2 separate regions of the Sus scrofa genome follow, and region 2 is linked to region 1. A link is a contact called in public HiChIP or PLAC-seq data. All regions are on one chromosome and are shown on one strand. Each heading gives the region's core, a stretch centred on a gene start, on an enhancer-like site or on the middle of the called end of the contact. The rest is flanking DNA. Distances are from core to core; before and after follow the strand shown. Region 1 holds the start of VCPIP1 (deubiquitinating protein VCIP135). Region 2 holds the start of ADHFE1 (hydroxyacid-oxoacid transhydrogenase, mitochondrial).

The links. HiChIP or PLAC-seq counts read pairs in DNA pulled down with a chosen protein or histone mark.
Region 2: a contact with region 1 is called in an H3K27ac HiChIP or PLAC-seq map of alveolar macrophages. The contact joins the promoter of ADHFE1 here to the promoter of VCPIP1 in region 1. A contact is called at or near these places in 2 of 5 promoter capture datasets (fetal liver and liver), 4 of 47 Hi-C or Micro-C datasets (embryonic fibroblasts, epiblast stem cells, fibroblasts and 1 more) and 2 of 2 datasets of contacts at active chromatin or transcription factors (alveolar macrophages and skeletal muscle).

Annotation. Positions count from the first base shown.
Region 1 is chr4:68,071,852-68,075,580 of Sscrofa11.1, reverse strand. It overlaps VCPIP1 (deubiquitinating protein VCIP135), which reads right to left and starts at 2,178. Exons shown (of 3, transcript XM_003355045.4): 1 at 1-2,178. The coding sequence starts at 1,880. It overlaps LOC100521447 (serine/threonine-protein kinase Sgk3), which reads left to right and starts at 2,489. Exons shown (of 17, transcript XM_021089284.1): 1 at 2,489-2,633.
Region 2 is chr4:68,283,982-68,287,637 of Sscrofa11.1, reverse strand. It overlaps ADHFE1 (hydroxyacid-oxoacid transhydrogenase, mitochondrial), which reads left to right and starts at 2,202. Exons shown (of 14, transcript XM_003125603.4): 1 at 2,202-2,309. The coding sequence starts at 2,251. RRS1 (ribosome biogenesis regulatory protein homolog) reads left to right here. Exons shown (of 1, transcript XM_003125604.4): 1 at 1-1,835. The coding sequence ends at 647. LOC110260284 (a long non-coding RNA gene) reads right to left here and starts at 2,149. Exons shown (of 3, transcript XR_002343277.1): 1 at 2,033-2,149.

The DNA.
Region 1 (3,729 bases), core at 929-3,428:
GCAACATCATAAACATTACTGTTCAAAGACGCATCACTTTCATACTGGAACCAATATACTGTTTCTCTGACCACTCTTCCACCCCATTCCAAAGTAATAGGAAAGGCTTCTGGTAGATTGTCATACTCTTTACCATCCCAAAAATGTTTGAATCCACAACCACACTTGCCACCAGTGGACCTAGAATTAGTTCTGTCCCCATCTAAATACACAATAGACCCATCTCCTCTGACCCTTCGCACAGATGTGCCATGGCACCAATTACAGGCTGTTAGATTACTCAATCCATAGTCTGGTACCAGAACATCTTTCACTGAATCATATGAGCAAACCAAATTGTTCAAGGGAAAGCTATAATTTTTGTCAGGCCTCAGCTGTCCATGAGTACTTTTTGCCAGGTTATACAGTTTCCCTCCTGGAGCCAACCACTCTGGAGGAACATGAAGTTCAGAAAGGGCACCACAGAGCAAACATTTGTGAAGGCGATTATCCATTACTGCTTTTTTAGCAGCTGCTGTGACTTCTTCAGGCTGAACTCCTATCACCCCCGTCCTCCTGTAGAAATACTGGTGGACGTCAGCCACCAAACTAGGATGGATACCGTGTTTGTCCATAAAGACTTCTTCCATAGCAGCAACAAGCCTAAGTAAGTATTTATCTTGCAAACTTCTGTCTCCTCCAATAACACAACCACCATCCTCCTCAAGTTTGATGTACTTCTTAATAAGGTCCTGAGGTACACCCCATGCTTTAGGAAGCAAATTCATAGGCAGTTTAGGCAAAGCAGCCCCTTTTATGCCTACCAAGGGGATATAATGGTTTCTACCAGAGCTACTCCATGCAATACAGATTGGTTTGTTCAAATGACCATCTCTCCCAGTGCACTTCTCTGCGGGGATGAGCCCTGGCAGAAAGGTGGCAGAATAATCCCCAGAGCTTCTCATGCCACTGAGAGAATCTAACAGAATAATAGGGCGATGTAACACATTGGCAAGACCAAATATGTGGATGTTCCTCAGGCCCAAGGGAACACCCTCAGGTGGTACAAACAGAGGGTCACACTCATTGATAATGTCCTCCCACTCAGCGGCATCAATGAAGTCGTGGAACAGGGCTTGATATCGGGCCAGGTGCTGCTGGAAGTGCTGTTTAAGATTCTCTCGCAAGGCATGCCAGAAGAGCTCCCGGCCTACCAGAGCCCGGGACACAGCATGCACCAGGCAGTGTCCATCCCCATCCACATGCACTGGAATGAGGCATTCCTGACTTTTATTGGCCCGCTTGATGTCCTCAAGAGTGTCATGCAAATACAAGAGGCTTCCGGAGCGGTCCTTGCCATATCCCACCGTATTCACATGCTCCGGTTCGATGAGGAAGGCGCGGTCACCCAGTAAAGCGCAATCGAACAGTTCGCCCTGGTTCATATCCCGGAGCAGTTTAGCCCGGCCTGTCTGCTTGTCCATTCCGTAGCGAGCTAATATGGGCGACAACAATTTGCAGTGGTAGTTGGAAAGGCCCATCACCTTTACCAGTTCCGTGTTCTTCTTGGGTGCCCCTGTCACCCCGAGGAGCGCGTTCCGCAGCAGGTTGTGTAGCACTACGTCCGGGTCAGTCACCTCCTCCACCCCCAGCAGCTGTTGCTGCTCGTGCCGCTGTCCGCACTCGGTACACTCGATGCTGACAGAACCAGAGGCCGGGAAGAACAGGCGCGCCTGGCACTTCGGATCCGGGCAGCTCCCGGAGAGGATTCTCCGGTCTCTCCGCTTCGAGAGCCCCCCCGGAGCAGCCGCCGCCGCCGCCGCCAGGGACGGCGGAGTCTGCGGAGCCTCTGGGGGAGGAGGCGGCGGCGGCAGCGGAGGCGGCGGCGGCGGCTGAGACATCGCTCTCGGTTCTCGAGTCTCGCTCCGCGACCCAAGCGACCCTCAAAGGCTCATAGCCCAGACCCCCGCCGGCCCGACTCGGTCTAGTCCAGGCCCAGGGCGAATCACTTTCCTTTCCCTACCAGCTCCTCCTCCTCCTCCTAAGCGAAGGCGGAAGCGCTGGACGTTGTTTCTCTTTTTACTTCTCCACTGCCGTAGCCGTTGCCCCGAACGTAACGGCCACCACCCTACCCCGCACTCACACTCACTCACTCTCGCTCTCTCTCCCTCAGACACACAGACATACACGCCCTCGCTGAGACTGCGCAGGCGCAGCTGCCGCTCTACCCTCTGGGAATTAGAGTTTTTCAGCCTTCTCCTAGCCCTCAAGAGGTAGGATCTTAGGGCCGCGAAGAACTACAAATACCGTGAGGGTAAGCGTTTCAGCGCCCGCGGAGAGGAGGAAGAGGAAGGCTATCGGAACGGGGACAGAAAGGAAGACTGTCACTCACGTTGCCTGCCGGGAGTTGTAGTTTTTACTGTATCTCTTTTGTCGTCTTCCTCACTTTGGGGCCCAAGCAAAATGAGTATGAGAGACCACATTTCCCAGGATGCCCTGCGGTGCGACCAGCCTCACTTCCCCCTTAGACGGAGGGGAGGATACAGGGAAACTTGGTTAAAAACAGAGTTAAAGGGAATGGGTCTCGGAAGCCGAGGGTCTGAAGTTCAAGACTCCTAGAAGGGGAGGGGAATGAAAGCCACTCAGTGAAGAAGGTACAGTAAATAAATGTCCAGCGACATGGCGGGCTGGGAAGTTAAATGAAATGGTCTAGTCTAGGCTGGAGGTCACGAGAGGAAAAGGGTGGGAATGGTGTATTAATTCTCGGAGTGTTTCTCCAGGTTTTTTTTTGTTGTTACACTCCTCTCTTCTCATTCCTATCTCTGTTACAAGCCACTGAGGCTCTTCAGCCCCGTTGTCTGCCTTTTTTCTACTCTCTGGGAAAGAGGGTCACTGAGGCGCCATTTGTTTCCTCGTTCCGTGTACGTCTTTGCAGTTTGCAGTACAGATAACAATACCTTGGATGTGTATAGAGTTTAAATATACCTAAGCCCTTTACCAATATACATATTTTATATGTACATATTTAAATATACATATATGTATGTATAATATACATACAATAATATACATATGTACAATAACTATAGATATTGTTTGTGTCTTCCAGTCCTACTCGCAGAGTCATAACAGCTATCATTTATTGTGTTCTTGATATATGCCTGTCACAGCATTTACATACACGATATCATTTGATCTTCATAATATAATAATAACCTTGTTAGGAAACACGTCCAGAAAGGAAATGACTTGCTCAAGTTCACAGGCATTCAGACCTAGATCTGTTCCCATTTTACAGACCAGGACATAGGAAAGCTTAGGACAGTACTATATAAAATAGTAACTAACTTATGGATACTATTTATAGTTTACATTCACATATATTATTTCATCCTCACACCTGTAATACCTTTACCAAAAGATATTGGGTCTGGAAACAGACCAAAAGGAGTTAAATGGCTTGTCCAAAGTCAAATCAGCAGGCTATCTCAGAGCCAGCAAGGGCTTTTTACATTTATTCCTGCAAGAGAAAAAAAAGAGTTCTTAAGCTCAGACCTTTAGTTAGGTCTCAGGGTTTCCGTTTAATGGGGCTGTAGGAATGTTTACCTTGAGGGGGGCCACAGACCTGTTTTATTACTTGTGTGCTGGGTAACTGCCTCTTCATGCAAAACACATTCATATGTTAATTGAAAGCTAGTATTATCTTAATATTGTACAGCCAGCCCCTTCAGTTATCATTCTGAAAATTCT
Region 2 (3,656 bases), core at 953-3,452, 210 kb before region 1:
ATGATACCAAGGAATGGTTGATTGAGGTGCCGAGCAATGCCGACCCCATGGAGGACCAGTTCGCCAAGCGTATTCAGGCCAAGAAGGAACGGGTAGCCAAGAACGAGCTGAACCGGCTGCGTAACCTGGCCCGCGCGCACAAGATGCAGCTGCCCAGCGCGGCCGGCATGCACCCTACCGGACATCAGAGTAAGGAAGAGCTGGGCCGCGCCATGCAGGTGGCCAAGGTCTCCACCGCCTCTGTAGGGCGCTTCCAGGAGCGCCTGCCCAAGGAGAAGGCGCCCCGGGGCTCTGGCAAGAAAAGGAAGTTTCAACCCCTTTTTGGGGACTTTGCAGCTGAGAAGAAGAGCCAGTTGGAGATGTTGCGAGTAATGAACAGCAAAAAGCCTCAGCTGGACGTGACCAGAGCCACCAATAAGCAGATGAGGGAGGAGGACCAGGAAGAAGCGGCTAAGAGGAGGAAAATGAGCCAGAAGGGCAAAAGAAAGGGAGGCCGACAGGGTCCTGGGGGTAAGAGGAAAGGTGGCCCACCCAGCCAGGGAGGGAAGAGGAAAGGGGGCGTGGGAAGCAAGATGAATTCCGGGCCGCCGGGCTTGGGTGGCAAGAGAAAAGGAGGGCAACACCAAGGAGGAAAGAGGAGGAAGTAAATTTCAGCCTCGGACTTGTTTGTAAACCAAGAACTGTACTTAATGTTGACATCTAGGCACTGTAGGGGGACACCAAAGATGTGGCCCCTGCCTTCACTGAGCTTGAAGTTAAAGGGACAGCCTTGCCCTCCTCTGAAAATAGTATGTAAATATTGCACAGGACAAATTAATGTTATTTCCCACAACCAAAACTTTGGCTGAAGATTAAAGGATGTATTTAAGGCTATACGAATTAGGGAAAGAATTTGGTCGAAATTAGGAGTGAGTTCTGTTTTTAAACAGACTTTTTTTTTCCTTGTAAACTTTGTATGTGGTGTGAGGGAGGTCATATTTCAAAGACTTTTAGCATTGTTTTGATAACAAGCTTCTGTATTTATCAAAGTGGGGGAACAAAAAGATTACAAGGTTACATTTTCAGAACTGTTGTAAAGGCCATTTAATAAAGGTATGTCTGGATCTAATATTGCTTTCAAATTTTGTAAGTTTTAAGTAAAGCCAGTGACCTGGATACGTGTTACAGATTATTTTCATTTACTTTCTAGAAGATATCCACCAGCTAACTTATGACGTTAGCAAGACCGCTTTATTAGGAAAACTCATGCTCCTTTTGATACCTGATATATTATTGAAAGTGTACAACTGGTGTCTCTTTGAACACTGAAAACATTAATTTGCTCTAGCTGATAAATTTGTGCTTCACTAAATAATGCAATCTTAATTAATCCTAATTTTATACTTAAATTTTTATCAACATTTATGTCTCCAGTTCTTTTAAAGCTTCAAGTGGGATCTGTTTGGGGAAGAGAGAAACCCACAAAAACCTTGGAACATTATTATCTTTAGATTCATTTGTCACATTGACTTGAGCTGGTTTAATTAGGAGATGAAATGTTTACAGCTATCCTGGGTTTCTTTCCTTAATTGATTTCAGTAACTCACCTTCCTAAATATCTCCTGAAAATTAACAGTAAATCTAGAATGGGGGGAGGGGGCTTTTTTCTGCTGTTAGAGCTCTAGGGAGCCACTCTACTCTTGGTTTTTGGTCTGACAATTGATAGGAAATTAGAATTGGGAGTTCGTTTTGTCTTTTTTTCAGTGTTGTTCCCTTTTTACAAAGTTGTAGAAATTGCTATGAAAGAAAGGATTAATTCAGATTTCATAATGGGTTAATAAAAATATGTTCAATTGTTACTGTCTTAAGATAACTTTCTGATAAAGAGCTGTGCCATCGATAGTGTTTCTGCTAGGACAGGGGGCAGAAGGCAACATAGCATTTTAAAGGAGTCAGAGTGGAAAAGAATGCTCTTTCTCCACATTTCCCAGGTCTCCGACTAGTGACAAAGAGGATTTACACAGAGACTTGGGGAAGTATCCTAAACAGTTACCTGCATGGCAATTTCAAAGGCGGAGGGTGAGACCCTGCAGCTGGAGCAGTCGTAGTTCCGCCTCGTGGGAGAATGGCCTGGAGCCGGAGGGCTGCTGTGGGGGGCGCGAGACCCAGCGGAGCGGGTGGGCGGGCGCGGCCGAGGGGGCGGAGGGGAAGCCAGCGGCACGGATTGGCCGGCGGTGGGGGCGGGGCCCCGAGGAGGGAAACGGTGCAGCCATGGCCGCTGCCGCTCGCGCCCGGGTAGCACACTTGCTGAGGCAACTGCAGCGCGCAGCGTGAGTACGGGGTCGGCAGGCGGGCAGGGGACAGCGCATTCTTCCCGCAGTCATTTTCAGGAACTTTGGATCGCGTTGCCGCAGTGCGCGCCCGCGGCGAGCCAGCCTAGACAGCTCCGTCCCTGTGCCAAGCAGCCAGCGCTGCGCGGTGAGGCCGCTTGTACTCTGCCAGTTCTACGTTAGGGAAAGTAAGCCCCAGAAAGGAGAGCACCCGGTCTCAGATCAGGGCGGGCAATGGAGAGCCTGGCACAGTGACCAAGACAAATGCATGTGTCCAACCAACACATACGTACTGGGTGTATGTTATCGTGCCAAAAACTATTCTAGGAGCTGAAGATAAAAAAACGAAAGACTGCAGCAGTTTAAAATCTGGCAGGGAAAATTGCATGAGGGAACAGGGTGAAACTCTGTGCAGGACCCCACGGAAAGGTTCAGAGCAATAACCAGGAGCTTGACTCCTTGGTATGTGCAGGCAGTCAAGGAGTTAAACATTATGATACGTCTGACTTCTCCAAAAATGCCAGGTACTAGTAGCCACGTGATAAATGTGTTGAATGTGCAGATGCACAAGTCGGTCTGGGAAAATATGAGGGGAAAAAAAAGGTGGAGATAAACAGGAGGAAAGGATGGGAAGGAAAGAAGAATTTCAGGCAAAGGGAAGAACAGCACCAGAGGCAAAAGCCTAGTTCCAGGATCTAAAACTAGTTAAAAGTCTGGACTACCTTTATAAGAGGAGGTGAGGATAGAAAAGACAGATGTGGGAAGACCATGAATTAGAAAATAGCTAGGAGTTCCAGTGAGTTAAGAATCTGACTGCAGGGAGTTCCTGTTGTGGTGCAGCAGGTTAAGAGCCCAACTAGTATCCAAGAGAATAAGGGTTTGATCCCTGGCCTTGCTCAGTGGGTTAAGAATCCGGCCTTGCCAAAAGCTGTGGTGTAGGTTGGAGACGAGGCTGGGATCCTGCATTGCTGTGGCTGTGGCATAGGCCAGCAGCTCCAGGTCCAATCTGACCCCTAGCCTGGGAATTTCTATATGCCGAGGGTGCAACCCTCCCTAAAAAGAAAAAAAAAAAAGTCTGACTGCAGGGTTTGATCCTATGTGGTGCAGTAGGGTAAAGGATCTGGTATTGCCACAGCTGTGGGTGGCTTGGATTCAGTCCCTGGCCCAGGAAATTCCAAATGCTGCCAGCACAGAAAGGAAGGGAAAGAGGGGAGGGAGGAAGAGAAAAGAAAACAGCTAATGTTTACTGGGCACTTACCAGGTGCTAGGCACTTTACATGTACTATTAATAATAACTAATCCTTACAAGAACCCTATGCCATGCTGTGTTATTATCCTCATAGTATA